Regions from separate parts of the Mus musculus genome. Here all the other regions are linked to region 1. Evidence: chromatin contacts called from public HiCAR-type and promoter capture Hi-C data. All regions are on one chromosome and are shown on one strand. Each heading gives the region's core, a stretch centred on a gene start, on an enhancer-like site or on the middle of the called end of the contact. The rest is flanking DNA. Distances are from core to core; before and after follow the strand shown. Region 1 holds the start of Cotl1 (coactosin-like 1 (Dictyostelium)). Region 2 holds the start of Hsd17b2 (hydroxysteroid (17-beta) dehydrogenase 2). Region 3 holds the start of Mphosph6 (M phase phosphoprotein 6).

What was found. Promoter capture Hi-C pulls out the DNA fragments that hold promoters and counts their contacts. HiCAR-type assays count read pairs that join an accessible place to other places.
Region 2: a contact with region 1 is called in a promoter capture Hi-C map of stem cell-derived epiblast-like cells, with 5 times the contacts expected there. The contact joins the promoter of Hsd17b2 here to the promoter of Cotl1 in region 1. A contact is called at or near these places in 4 of 39 promoter capture datasets (cranial neural crest, hippocampal neurons and stem cell-derived epiblast-like cells).
Region 3: a HiCAR-type map of astrocytes shows a contact between it and region 1, with 2.5 times the contacts expected there. The contact joins the promoter of Mphosph6 here to the promoter of Cotl1 in region 1. A contact is called at or near these places in 1 of 39 promoter capture datasets (stem cell-derived epiblast-like cells) and 1 of 115 datasets of contacts at active chromatin or transcription factors (astrocytes).

What each region holds. Positions count from the first base shown.
Region 1 is chr8:119,837,778-119,842,461 of GRCm38.p6, forward strand. Cotl1 (coactosin-like 1 (Dictyostelium)) reads right to left here and starts at 2,802. Exons shown (of 4, transcript NM_028071.3): 1 at 2,547-2,802; 2 at 2,365-2,447. The coding sequence starts at 2,623.
Region 2 is chr8:117,699,096-117,703,779 of GRCm38.p6, forward strand. It overlaps Hsd17b2 (hydroxysteroid (17-beta) dehydrogenase 2), which reads left to right and starts at 2,851. Exons shown (of 5, transcript NM_008290.2): 1 at 2,851-3,168. The coding sequence starts at 2,901.
Region 3 is chr8:117,799,629-117,804,312 of GRCm38.p6, forward strand. Mphosph6 (M phase phosphoprotein 6) reads right to left here and starts at 2,346. Exons shown (of 5, transcript NM_026758.4): 1 at 2,224-2,346. The coding sequence starts at 2,274.

The sequences.
Region 1 (4,684 bases), core at 1,552-4,051:
AGAGAGCAGACTGCAGCTGCAGCCTCGATCCCACAGTCCATTCACAGGGACCAACAAGCAGCCTGCAGAGCATTTTTAGCTCAGACGCCAGACGACTGCCATCCCATCCCAGTAGAGGGTTAGCCATGGGAGATCTGAGCAGAAAACCACAGCCCACCAGAGGAAGGAAGTGTCCCCCAAGCAGCATCCAGGCCGGATGTGCGGCAACAGGAGCATCAGCTGGGAATCTACCAGCCGGATGCTTGTCCTCCAGTTCTGTCACCTTCTCCAGCTTAGTGGAGTAAATAGTCACAGAGGCAGGAGAGCTGGGGGTGGGCTCCCGGTGAGGATGGAAGCGGACCTGCGGCACCCAGCCCCAGAGACTCTGGGGACAATCCTCCTGATGGTGCGCCAACTTTGGGAAAGTTGAGTCTGCACTTGTCCCACGTTGGAAGCATTTGCTGCAGTCGGAGCAGCTGAGATCCTGCGCGCTGACTCCGCGGTATCGCCCTTTACAGCGATGTTGTTTTAAGTGAATTATTTACAAAAGCAATGAATACAGAGTCTAGCAGCAACTCCCAGGAGACATTTTAGCCAGGAGAATGCTTACACGCAGACACACAATCTCACACTAATCTTAGTACCACACAGCACAAAGTGAATGCCCTTTGAGACGAACTAAATGCAAAAGATGATTCAATTAAGAAAGTTATGCCACCGGGCAAGGTGATGCAAGCCTATGATCCTAGCATTTTGGAGGCAGAGGCAGGAGGATCGGGGAGTTTCCGGCCAGGCTTAGCTACACAGCCAAGTTTGAGGCCAGAAAGCAATTAAAGAAAACAGGAAGCAGAAGCAGGAAGATCGCAGGTTCAAGGAGTGTGAACTTGTCTCAAATTAAAATGGCTTTCTTTTTAAGAAGGCTGAGATGTACCTCAGTGGTAGAGCATGTGGCCAGCCTATTCAATGCTCTGTGTTCCGTACCCAGTATTGGGGGCGGAGGGGGGGGGGAGAAGAAAGAAAAGAGGAAAGAAAAAAAAAAGAAGAAAGAAAGCAGTTAAGTCACATGACCCTGGCTTTTAAATTTTTTTTTGGTCTGCTTGTCACCAATGACTGACCAGCACTGTCCTGAACACTTACACACACTTGGGATCAGTCAATCTCACAGCAGCACTACAAGAGATCAGGTGAGGAACTGTGACCCCCACCCCTACCCCCAGGGACCTGGCCCCACCCCACTCAGCTGGAAAGCAGCCCAAGAGGGATTCTAACCCACAGCCATTCCCAGGAGTCCACACCCTAGCTCCTAGGTGGCCTGCTTTTGTTTGACATTAGGTTCCAAAGCTAAGGAGACACTAGGCCCCGGGGTCTCTTACTTCCAATCTCTTTAAAGGCTCTTTTTCCGGAAGGCACGGGGGATGCCCAGCCTAGGCTGGCCTCCAATTCTCCATCCCCCTGCCTCTGTTTCCAGAATATGCTGAGCTGCTCTGCACACCAGCTCCTTTAGAGATCTCTTTACCAATGGTGTTGAGCTGTTCTACGGGAGCTGTGGCCATTCAGGCCCTGTGTTCTTTCATGGTCCACATGTCCCAGGGAAGCTTAACACACACAAACCTTAGGGTTCCCTGGGATGCTTTTAGTAAGGTCACACATCTGCTTGATTCCTCCACACCAAACCATGGAGCAATCTCAGCTCTCCATGCCCCACCCCAGCCAGTGGCCATTCGCTCCAAAGGAAACTGGCCGCTGGGACCTCGCAAGTCAGCTTCTCTTTATCCAGGCCTGGTATAGCAACATCGGATACACATTCTTGGTGCGTGTTTCTGTACTCTTCAAATTAAAGGCTTGTACAGAAGCAGATAGGGACAAAGATGGAAGGGAGAAAGGAGGGTGGGGCCCTGGGTTCTGCCTTTAGCTTGCAGCCCCCAGGGGCTTCGGCGTTTATTGTTCACTGACCAATCAGAGAGGGTGGAGTTTGAACTGCCCCTTCTGACCTGGAAACCCAGTGGACCACAGGGTGCGGGAGCGGAAGAAGCCGACTGACACTACCGGGGGAGGAATCTCCTCGGGTCACTTGATGGTGATGTCCACAGGGGTTGGGGGCAGGGTGGGGGAGGGATACACTCGGGACTTTGGAAAGCTCAGATCAGAGCTTTGCATGGCTGTGCACACCCACCCTACCAGTACTAGACGCTTGGGGCAAGAGGATGGCCAGTTGGAGGTCACCCTGGATATATAGTGAGCCCCTATCTCCAAAAACACAAAGACAAAACCAAAACAAACAAACAAACAAAGCCCCAGCCCAGATCTGCTGCTGCTTGGACGCCCAGCAGCTCGCTGCCCAGGGTGCCCACCCTCTTTCAAAAGGTCTCATGAGGGTCGCCCTACCTGTGCACTGCTGGATGAAGTGCTGGTAATCTGCTCCCTGATCGCCGGGGACAATGGTGGCGCCGTCGTATCTGAAAGTCACCCTTTGGGTTGGAGGAAGAAAAGAAACATAGGTGAGCGGCGGCGGCGAGCGGCACGAAGCAGGTCACTACTGGCTTCCCCGGCCCCGCGGCGTTGCTCACCAGATGACCGCCGAGCCGTCGTCCCGCACTAAGTTGTACGCCGCGCGACACGCCTCCTTGTCGATCTTCGTGGCCATGGCCGCCGCGAGGACACTGCCGGAACCAGTGAACGCGTCCCTGATCCGCTACGAGAGTCGAGCGGGCTCCGAGAGTGGGCAGGGGAGGTGGCCGCTCGCAACAGCAAGCTAAGGTCCTCGGAGAGAGGCCCGCGGTTACTGCAGAGCCAGAGCGCGCGCGGGGACTCCACTCCCGTGAAAGCCACGCCCCTTCGCTCCCATTGGTCAGGCGAGGCGGGGGCGGGGCGTCTCGCACATCCGGCGGCCAATCCCAGTCTGTGCGGATTGCGCAACTCCGCGGAGGGCTGGAGGGGGGCCCTTCCTCCTCGTCTTCCCTTCCTCCGCCTTCTTCCCTCCCCACTCCGTGGGCCCCAGCCCCTCGCTTCTTCCACCACCTTCTGTGTTCTCCGATCTCGCTCTCCTTCCTCCTTCCCTCTCTCCTTCCCTCCATTCCTCTCCTTCCCTTACGCCGTTGTTCTCCTCTTCTTTCAGCCTCTACCTTGTTCGCCTTCTCATCTCTCCTATTTATCCCACCCCAAGCCCCTTTTCCCTCCTCCCTAAGGCCTCCTTCCTCCTTCTCCTCTGCATCTTCCCTCGAATCTTCTTATTCTCTCTTCCTCCCTCGTTCCCTCTACCAGTGAGCTGGGCTGCAGAGCTCTCCACCCCTCCCCCTCCTTCAGAAGAATAACTTAAGTCAGCACTCAGATGAGCCAGGCTGGCCAAGGCTGGCGCCCCTAACCCAGTGTTTGTTTGCTCTTTGGATTTGGAAAGGGAAGAAGTGGAAAGAAGGAAGCATTTCATTTGGAAAGAGAATCACTGTTGACTTTGTAGCCTGGCTATCTGCAGTCACGTGGGGTGCTGGGGCGGGATGGGGCGGCATCCTTAACCCCCTTACTGGGTCATTCATTCACTACTCCTCTACCATCTGTCCTACCGGCAGGTGAAAGGCTGGCCCTGGAGGCCCAGCTCTAGAACTGCTTGTAATTCTCAGCCCCGAGCCATAGGGCAAGCTCTGAAACCTTATCAAGAGGACTGCTCTCTCCCCGTGGTAAGACGAGCCTCAGGGAGCCTCAGCAGGTGCCTTCAGCCTTAACTGAAATGATGTACAGAAACCAGGGCGGGCATCAAAAGAGGTCACTGTTGGTTTGCTATTGACTAAAACGGATCATAGACAGAAACTGAAAAGATCTGGAACATGTATAAGGGATAGGAAAACCCTTAGGCCTGAAGGTGTGGCCCAAAGAGCCAGCATCTGTGAGGTCCCAGGTTCTCTCTCTCAGTACCTCACCTTAAAAAAAAAAAAGAAAAAGTCTTGACACAGTACCTCACCAGGCAGCTCAGAACTCAAGAGGTTAAAAAAGAAGGGTTATACATTGACAACCAGGCTGGGCTGCATACTGGTTTCCAGGCCTGCCTGGGCTACAAAATAAGACCCTGTCTCAGATTAGGAGAGATGGTTTATCCTCTGCTAGAGGACTTTAGATTCTTTCTCAGTACCCATGTCTGTAATTACAGCTCCAGGGGAATCTGATGTCCTCCTCTAACCTCTGTAGGCATCTGCACACGCACACACACACACACACACACACACACACACACATGCATACACACACACTACAATCTTTAATACACACATATAACCACACTCTTTTATACATGCACACATACACACACATGTGTACACATACACATGCATACACACACACCCCACATACATATATTCGAATAAATAAGAAGCATAGTGATAGACACCCATTATCCTAGTACTTGGGAGCTGTCTGCAAGAGAATCAAGAAATTCAGGGTCATCCTGAGATGCATAGATAACTGAAGCCAGCCTGTGCTACATGAAATTATCTCAATACAAACTACACACACACACACACACACAATTGGGGCAAAGCTGCCAAGAAAAAAATACTACTTTCCTCAAAATGAAAAAAAAAAAAAAAACAAACAAAAACAAAACCCCATGAAAACTTTTTTCCACTCAAATCGCAAAGACATGTGTGACCGGCCAGGTTCAGTGGCTATCTGTGTGTGTCCCTCCCTTATGACCTTGTGAAGCAGAGGACCTCAGATG
Region 2 (4,684 bases), core at 1,601-4,100, 2.1 Mb before region 1:
CCCCCTTCATCTTAGGTTGAGAAATATCTCTGCTTCAATTTCTGTGTTGTACCGAGTCAGCTTTCCCCTGTTGTGTGAGCCACCCGAAGAAAAAGAGTTGCCCGGTCTCAGGTGAGTATAAGCCTGTCGGGAAACCCACACAGGCGTGTTTGGCCCCCCTCCGATACAGAAGCCACAGTGCTAACGTCCTGACAAAAGAACCGAAGCTAGCCGCGTATGCCCACATGGGACTGTCCCCCAACCCATCAAATATCTGTCTGTGCAGTCAGCATTGGGATGGGATGGGATCTGTGGGTGAGAGAGAACATGCTTAGGGCTGCTCAAGAATTCCACAGTTCCACTGCCCTAAGCTTGTGGGGATGGAGCCAAGTGTCCATGAGGCTGGCTGGGATTGGAGGTAACTTGCTACCACCCCACACAGGTCTCCTATACATGCTCTGTCGACTCTCACGATGCTCCCACCCCACAGTGTAGCTCACAGATTCCGGCTTCTTAGCCTGTTTCCCTTGGTTCTTGAACTAGCCTGGGCCTGGGGCTGTCCTACCTCATCCTCCCTTGATAGCTGCACTGCCCTAGACTTATATCTGAGCTGGAGGCTGATTTCCCTGACTCCCCACCCAAGGCCCCACTGGTCTTCCGACAGACTGTGCCACCACTGGGTTAGGTCCTGAGCAAACCCTGCTTCCCTCTATGTCTTGAGTGCCAGACTCCTCCCACCACCTCTGTCCCTCTGTGCACCTTTGCTCTCTAGAATAAGACTGTAGTCTGAGGGGCCCTGTGTTCTACCAGACCTCCTGCTCAGCGTCCTCGTTCATTTAAACATGCAACCCTGTAGCCTTTCTGAGGTGTGGGACGCCTGACTCGCCAGCAAGTAAGACGCCACAACTGGATCCTCCTGCAACACGTTTATTGGGAGGGCATTGACTGTGTAGGCAAAAGACCTCGAGCCCCAGAACTGGCACTGCTTATATAGGCCTAGGAGAGGCGTGTCTACACCTGATTGGTTATGCTTTCAGTACCTCATTTACATGCCTCGTGCCAGGCAGTGACTCAGCAAAAACTCTATGGCACATGCGCACATTGGTTGTTTACCCATATTCATGGGTGTCGGCTTATTGAAACCAGCATCATTTTGTAATGGCGTTTGCGGCTTCCCACACTGAGGCCCCATCTAGGGTTCCAGGTGGGGCAGAGTGTATTGACAGGTAAAGAGACAGCATCCCCCAGCCAAGATTACCTCATCCTTAACAACTGTGGGAACTGAACTGGGTTTAAAATGAGCCATCTGAACACAAAGTGAGAGCTCCTCTCTCTCCAGTTTTCTCAGTTTCTAGCCTTTATTAGAATCCTGCTTTGTCCTAGGCAGACACCAGTAAGCACCACACCCATCAAATCCCGTGGGAGCTCCCCTTGGGTGTCAGTATAGGAACTGGTGGTCCGAGTGTGTGTGTGTGTGTGTGTGTGTGTGTGTGTGTACGTGTGTGTGTGTGTGTGTGTGTGTTTGTGTGTACGTGTGCTCATGTGTAAGTGTGTGTTCGCGCTCATGGTATATAATACCCAGATACCTATATATAGAGACTGAACTATCTCTCCAGTTTTTACAGAAGGGCTCTTGAGCTGGTGAGTCACAGGTGTGTGGATTCAGATTCCTTGCTCTTGGATAAAGTACAGCCTCTCCCAGCCTGAATTTTCTAGTTTACAAGCTGACTCTAACAAAGGATTGTGTAAGATGCAAGCTGGGCAAAAGGAGGAACTAGCACAGGAGGGGTTGCTTTTCTGTGTTTGACCGAAAGCAGACAGTGGGTGGTTCAAAGGGCAATGCCGGGGATTGACACCCTGCTGCGTTCCGGCTCCTAATCTCTCTAGTCTCCTATTGATTGCCTCTCTCGTTATTGCCACACGAATAGAAATGTTGTAAGGACATCCTATTCGGAGACCGAGTCCTACTACCAAGAACAGAGCCTCCAACAGGGTAGACTGAGTCAGAATTGAGCAGAGCACTGGTTCTGACAGCTTCTCTCAGTCTGATTGTCATTGCTATGGTCTCTCTCTGGCACAACTGCCCTCTGGGAAGACACAGGCACCTTCCATCTGCCTCTAAGGTGAGCCTTTTTTTGGCTCATTGAGCCCTTAACCTGTCTCAGTTGGCAGTAGTCCTCCAGATACAGGCCAGATCGGGGATGCTCTCTTCTTAGAATCCACTTTCCAAGCTTCACTGATTACCTGGATAACACACACACACACACACACACACACACACACACACTCACAGCCACACATACAGATACACTCGGAGTTAGCAAAAGAACTCAACCAACACAGAGAGGGCACATCCAAAGGAGATTGTCTTCTTGTGATTCCAAGTCTGTCAATCATTATCTGAGTAAACATCTGTCAGGTGGGAGGGTGCGTGTGCGCGTGCGTGTATGTGTGTATGTGTAAGTGTGTGTATGTCTGTATGTGTGTGTATGTCCGTGTGTGTATTATGTCTGTGTGTTACGATGTGTGTGTGTCTATTTGTGTGTATGTGCCTATTTGTGTGTATGTGCATGTGTGTATGTCTATATGTCTGTGTAGGTGTGTGTATATTTGTGTGTGTGTGTATGTGTGTGTGTACGTGTGTGTGTGTGTGTGTGTGTTTGTGTGTGTACGTGTGCTCATGTGTAAGTGTTGAGTGCCTTAGGGGAATGAGCAGGTATTTATATCACAGTGCACAGTTTAAATTACATCCTGGGAGTAGTCTCCCCTATCACTACCTTTAACATGCTTGTTCAAAGGGTGCGGGGGCTGTCGTTCCCCCCTCCCGCTTGCCTCTCCCTTCATATAAGCCTGGGCTGCCTCCAGCCAGCTTCTGCACTCACAGTATTCACTGGCCCAGAGCAAGTGAAGGCCAGTGGAGAATGAGCCCGTTTGCCTCTGAGTCAGCATGGCTCTGCTTGGCTGCCGCTGCAGTGCTGGGGGGCACGCTTCTCTGCGGATGCCGGAGTGGCAGGCAGCTGCGGAGCCAGGCGGTGTGTCTCGCTGGCCTCTGGGGAGGTGCCTGCCTGCTCAGTCTGTCCCTCCTCTGCACCTTGTTCCTCTTATCCGTGGCCTGCTTCCTTCTTCTGTATATGAGTTCATCTGACCAAGACTTGTTACCTGTGGATCAAAAGGCCGTGCTGGTGACAGGTAAGTGGCCAGCATTCCTGTGATTGTCCTGCGGAGAAGAGTCTGATACTCTCTGTCCTCAGTGGGGGGACACTGTCAGTTTTGGCTTGAGTGGGAAGTGCTTAGAGTGAATGACAGGCAGCACATACCCGAGTGGTTCTCACTGCCTTTTTGCGTGTCCTTTGGTTTGGATGGGCTTTGGAAGGAGCCAGTGGTAAGACAAAACGTGACAATTGCTCAGGGCCACAGATCTATACAATGAGTGTGTTAATTTCCTAGGAATAAATATAAATAAGTAAAACAGCATCATTTCACGTGTGTTCTTGTACCAGGAAATACCTGACAGACTTCTTCAGGCTTGGTTGCTATTCTGTTCTGAGGTGACTATTTATCTAGGTCCTAGGCCTGGTCACCCCTCTATGTATGGAAGGAAGGTGGCCAGTCAGCTTTGGCACAATACTGTGTGTCTAGGGACGCCACTGTACTTTGAGCCTTTGCAATTTGCCAGGCTGCTGTCCCGAACCACGAACCACCCTGTTGTCCTGTTTGAACCTTTTCTCTATATGTCATTAGTGTATTAGTGCTTCTTAATTAGATCAAACTGGCAGTGCGTGCACACGGAGCTAGCTGCTCATTAGCTGAGCTGCCAGCCTCTCACTTCTTCTGCAGGCTCTTCTGCAGTAAGCGCGAGGCGGCCAAATTAGATTCCTTGGAGTTGTAAAACGGGTTTGTTTGGTGAAAGCTGCAACTAGAATTCCCTCAAGTGATCCTAACCCAGAAAGGCCTGGAAAGAAGAGGAAAGGCCATCGGCAGAGTCACCTTGTGAGGAGGGTGTCACCCCTGCATAAGGAAGTCATCACCTGTGGCTGGGGCCCCTGGCTGTGGTCAGCAGGGGACTCGTGGACTGATGAATCAATTTTTTTTTTTTTTTTTTTACTTTAAATCCAGTAACAAAGATTCTTCTTGTGAGCACGGTTTGGTTCTGGCTGGGGTGTGGAAGGGCAGGACATCAGCTTCTCTGAGTTTAAGATACAACAGTGAAGTCGAGTAGTTATTGTATTTCCCAGTTGTACGAAAGAAGACAGAACCATTAAGTACACGTCTGTCTCTGTCTGTCTCTGTTTGTCTCTGTCTGTCTGTGTCTGTCTTTATCTTTCTCTCTCTGAGGATCAGAGGTCAATCCTGGGTGTGTGCCTCAGCCACTCCCCATTTTATCCTTTTGGTGGTATTTCTCCCCCACTCTGGAGCTCCTTGAGTGGCTAGCCTGGCTTACAAGCAAGCCCCAGCGATCCTCTTGGTTTTGGCTCTTCAGTGAGGAGCTGCCAGCATTTCCCACAGTGCCCAGCTTTTTCCGTGGGTGCCAGGGATCTGAACGTGGGCTCTCATGCTTACACAAGTCCCTCCCTCCCTGAAGCTATCCCCAGCCTCAGAAACTCTGGAAATAAATGAGGTATGGCATCCTGCCCATCACAGAATCGACAGGAAATGTAGACAATCCAGAGATCAATTCAAGGTTTAACACTTTTTCAGTTGACCT
Region 3 (4,684 bases), core at 1,096-3,595, 2.0 Mb before region 1:
TGTGTAGCCCTGTCTGTCCTGGAACTCAGGATGTAGACCAGGTTGGCCTTGAACGCAAGAGATCCACCTGCCTCACAGGCCTCTTCAGTGCTGGGATTAATGAAGCATTGCTGTATGATGTTTTCTATAAACTTGGGTTTTTCCTCTGGGCCCCAAGCTCCCATAAATAACAACTCTGAGACTCAAATATATTTACAAATACCTAGGCCAGATAGCATCCCAGCTCAGCTTGCACTCAAAGCTCATGGGGGAATGCTCACTCCCCGGCCCTCGACACAGCACCCGTTTATGCCTTCCTTCCTTTTCTTGGAAACACGTTCTCTAAGAGAGTTTTCATTTCACCATAAGCACTGACAGACCACAACTTCACATGGTGAGGCTTAATGAATCAAATCACCTTTAAGATGGTGGGGATCTGCTACCACCCATTAGAAACACTACTAGGAATGCTGTTTCCTGGGCTAGCCATATGTAAGAGGAGACTCTATTAGGCTGCTGGGGCACAGTGGGCCACAGCTCCCAGACAGCTACACCATCCTGGGGTAAGCTACTGAAACTCTATAGTGTACTGTGTAGCTAAACTATACCGCTTGGTAGGTAGGACAGCTCTGTTAAACACATGTTTATAATACTGTTGAGTCAGGCGTTGTAATCAAGCTCCCCGTGTGTTAGAGACAGGTGCTACAGGCTAATCATTACAAGCAGAAGCTCTGGGGCCAGATGACCAGTCTTTTCAGCTGTTACTTCTGTCTCAGATACCTCAGGTGTCAGAGATGACAACTGTAACTCCTTCAAATGTTACTATGTGAATTAAGTGGTTCAGTATATACACGGAGAACAATGCCGGAATATTGGGAGGACCGTGAATACGTTCTATTAGTATTATTTAAGCTTCAAGAGTTAGCTTTTCCCTGTCTTAACTCCTGTGTTCATCCGCTTTTAACCCCTTTTAAATTGTGGTTAAGCTGCTTCTGTTTTAATGATGTCTGAGACAGGGTCTCATATCCAGCTCAGGCTGGCCACAAATTAAGCTCCTGCCTCCACCTCCCAAGTGCTGGGATTACAAATGTGTGCCATCAAAGCCACTTCAGCTGGCTCAACTTCAAATTTAAAAATCATGGGCTGGGGAAGTTGGCTCAGTGGCTAAGAGCACCCTTGACTCTTGCCTAAGTCCTGGTACTCATACCTGCTGACTTAAAACTCCAGTTTCAGGGGCTCCAACACTCTCTTCTGGCCTTCGCAGGCACCTGAACACACATGGTATATATACAGCTATGCATGCACACACACAAAGGGAAACTCATTTTGTTTAAAAGTTAGTGGAGAACTCATTTCACCCCACTAACATTTTCTCCATTCCCACCACGAAGACAACCTTCACCCAGAACACAGGAACTTTTTTAGCTCATCCTTTTGGCTGTGAGCTTTCACGTTGTTGGGCTGGGCCTTTCTGATTAACCATCATCCACAGTTCAGTTAAAGTGGCCTTAAAAAAACAATAACTAGCCAGGCGTGGTGGCGCACGCCTTTAATCCCAGCACTTGGGAGAGGCAGAGGCAGGCAAATTTCTGAGTTCGAGGCCAGCCTGGTCTACAGAGTGAGTTCCAGGACAGCCAGGGCTACACAGAGAAACCCTGTCTCGACCCCCCCCCCCCCCAACAAACAAACAAACAAACAAAAAGCAATTAACTCAGAAAACAGTTTCCTCCTGCTCATGAGGCAACAGGAACAAAACTTCAGCCTGGCTTACAATTCCTTGGATGTGTGACCACTAAGATTTCCAGCCTCATTTTATGCTCCTTGTCTTTCAGACGTCCGAGCTACCTTTAGTTCTTTGCAACGTCCCTGATTTTCTCCTTCTTAGCTTCTGGACTCACTTTCCCTCAGTTTAGGACACTACCTGCCATCCCTCACGTTGTTCCTCCTTAGGGACCACTTCTCGCGAGAAGTCTAACTTCCCAGGCGGCCCAGACACTAAAGCCACCACAGCACTCAACTCTGCAGGCTCTGATGAACGTTGTGCAGGCTCCCTCCCCACATCAGGCTAAGCAAAATCTCACCCCTGGTGCCCAAAGGCCCGCAGGCTGAGCGAATGAATGGGGTGCGCTGGCCGCGGCCATCCCGAGCCAGTCTGCCCATCGCTTCGGCCCGAGTCCCACTACGGAACATCTCGGAGCTCAGCAGCCTCCCCGCCCGACAACCCAGCATTCCCGACCTCAGCACCTTCATGCGCAGCAGGTTCTTGGATAACTTAGTCTTGCGCTCCGACGCCATGTTGGACGCACTTGCAGAGGCTTTCCCGCCGCACTGCGCTTGCGCACGGTCAAGAGCGGAGCTAGATAAGACGACGCTCTAGACCCGCCCGGGCCACGTCGCTTACAGGCGTGGCAGAGCTTTAGCTCCGCCCCCGCGCCGTTGCCACGCCCCCGATTAGGCACACCCATCGCGCTGCCCCGCCCTAGTGCTCGGAGCTGCTTCTGGCTTCTCCAGCTCCCGGAGCGCGTCTCTCCGCAAAGAGCTGTGGTAAGAGCTCGGGCCACCGCGGGGCGACTGCGATTCAGGGTCCCAGGGCTAAACTCAGGAAAGGCGGATTAAGGGGAGGACGCTGGAGCTGTAGGCGGGGCCTCCACGACACCCGAGGACTCCCTAACGACCCGGTCTGGAAGTTCCTTGCTGAGGTCCTAGCTGAGGCCGCTGAGGTTGCTGCCAGAGTTTAAAAGTTTTAAAAATACGAATGGTGGCTTTCTATGAAGCGTGTTTTCTAGAACTCTCAGTAGCCCTGAGCCGCTGGTGTCGCTATGCTCTGTCCCAGAGTGAAGGAGGTGGTCACAAACCCAGGCTGCGTGATAGCTGTAGGGCTGCACACAAACCGTGGAAGACTGATGAATATGCATACACCTGTTCGCTGTGCATCTTGGAGCCTGAAGGATTTCCTTCTGGAATGGGAAGAATGGCAGGAACTAGCAAGAGCTGTACGCAAGGCGACAACTTGTGAAGGGGCCAGGGGTGGTTTAATGGGTGAAAACACTTGCTGCCAAGCCCGAGGAGGACATGAGTTTGATCCCCGGGACCCCCGTGATGGAAGGGCAGAATGGACTTCCACAAGTTGTGGTGCCGTACCTCGTAAGTATACGGAAGGACACATCACTGGCATGTAATAAGCAACCCGCTGGAGAAGTGGTAAAGTCGAGATTCATAAAGCATTCCGGATATTAAACGCCCTGCAGGTTTTCTCAGTGGAGTAAATAAAGACATAATGTGTTAAGTGGTTACAGAAACACATTTACTCATAACTGTCAGTGAGACATGGGTGAGCACCAAGGGGCTAAAGACACATTCCCACCCTTTCCTGGAGCTACATTAGAAAGCAGTAAATACCGTGGAAGGAAGAAAATGGCTGCAGCCAGTGACTTTTAGGGTCACTTTAAATTTAATCCAGGGTGGCCCTCTTCAGATCAAAGTGGGAAGGCTTGAAAGTCAAGAAAATATCGTTATATGAAGCCTTGGTGGTAGAATGTACCAAAAATAAAAAATAAAATAAATAAAAATCCTGCTATCTTGTTACCGGACTAACCATATATGGCAGACTTATGTCTCCTTCCATTCAAATACTGAAGTCCTGACCCCCATTATTTCAAAATGTGACTGTGTTTGGAGACAGGGCTTTTCAAGAGACAACCTTTAGGACGAACCCACATCCAGTGTGGCTGGTAGCCTTTCTTCCCCTGTGCTGTAGACGAAACCTACAGCCACACACTAAGCTTACCACTTAGCTAAATCTTCAGCCTCCTGTCATAAGATGAAAACTTCTGAGTGCACCAGAGGTGTGTGTGCTAAAAGAAAGACCATTTACACGCCAAGGAAAGAAGCCCCAGAGAAGCCAAAACTACTACTACCTTGGTCATGACTATAAGAAATACATGTAGCCGACACCCAACACCCCCTCCCACCCCACCCCTGTAGTATTTCATTATGGTGACCATAGAAAAATGAAGTATCATGTAACTATAAGTTACAGTTGTGACAAGAGCTTGCTGACCAAAGATGGCATAGCAAGAGTCCCTGAGCCTCTCTGGCCTGGCAAAGGCAGTGTATCCCAAATGGTATGACATTTAATTGTTTCAATAATCCCTTGTTTTCTTAGCTCCCACCCCTTGTTACCCCTCTGGCTTATGGTGTTGTGTTTTATTTTGATATTCCACCCCACCCTAAATTTTCACTCTAGACACTCCAGTGATGCCCCTCCTATAAAAAGAAAAAGGAGGATTTGTGGGATGTGAAGCTATGCTAAAAGGTTTGGTAAGGTAGAGCAGGTTGAGACCCGGAGACTTGGTGGGCACACACCTGAGACTTAGTCGACTTCCACTCCTGGCCTTGTTTTACATCCTACAAGTTAGCCAAGGACTAGTTAGTCCTCCCAGTCATTCCCAGGGCTGTGTGCTGTAGCTGCAGGTCACCCACTCCCCATTTTGCAAATCTGAAACTCTACCAAGCAAACAGTACACAATCATACCTGCTAATCCACTTCCTAGAATTCTGACCTTGGCTACTGTGTAGGATTTTGAAAGAAGTGCCTGAGGACAGAGGAGAAGAAAAGGTGACTTAATCTCCAGGAAGCTCGAGGGTGTCTGAGTTAACTCTTGAAGGATGAGTCCTTTTGGGTTAAGAAGAGGAAAACATCGTC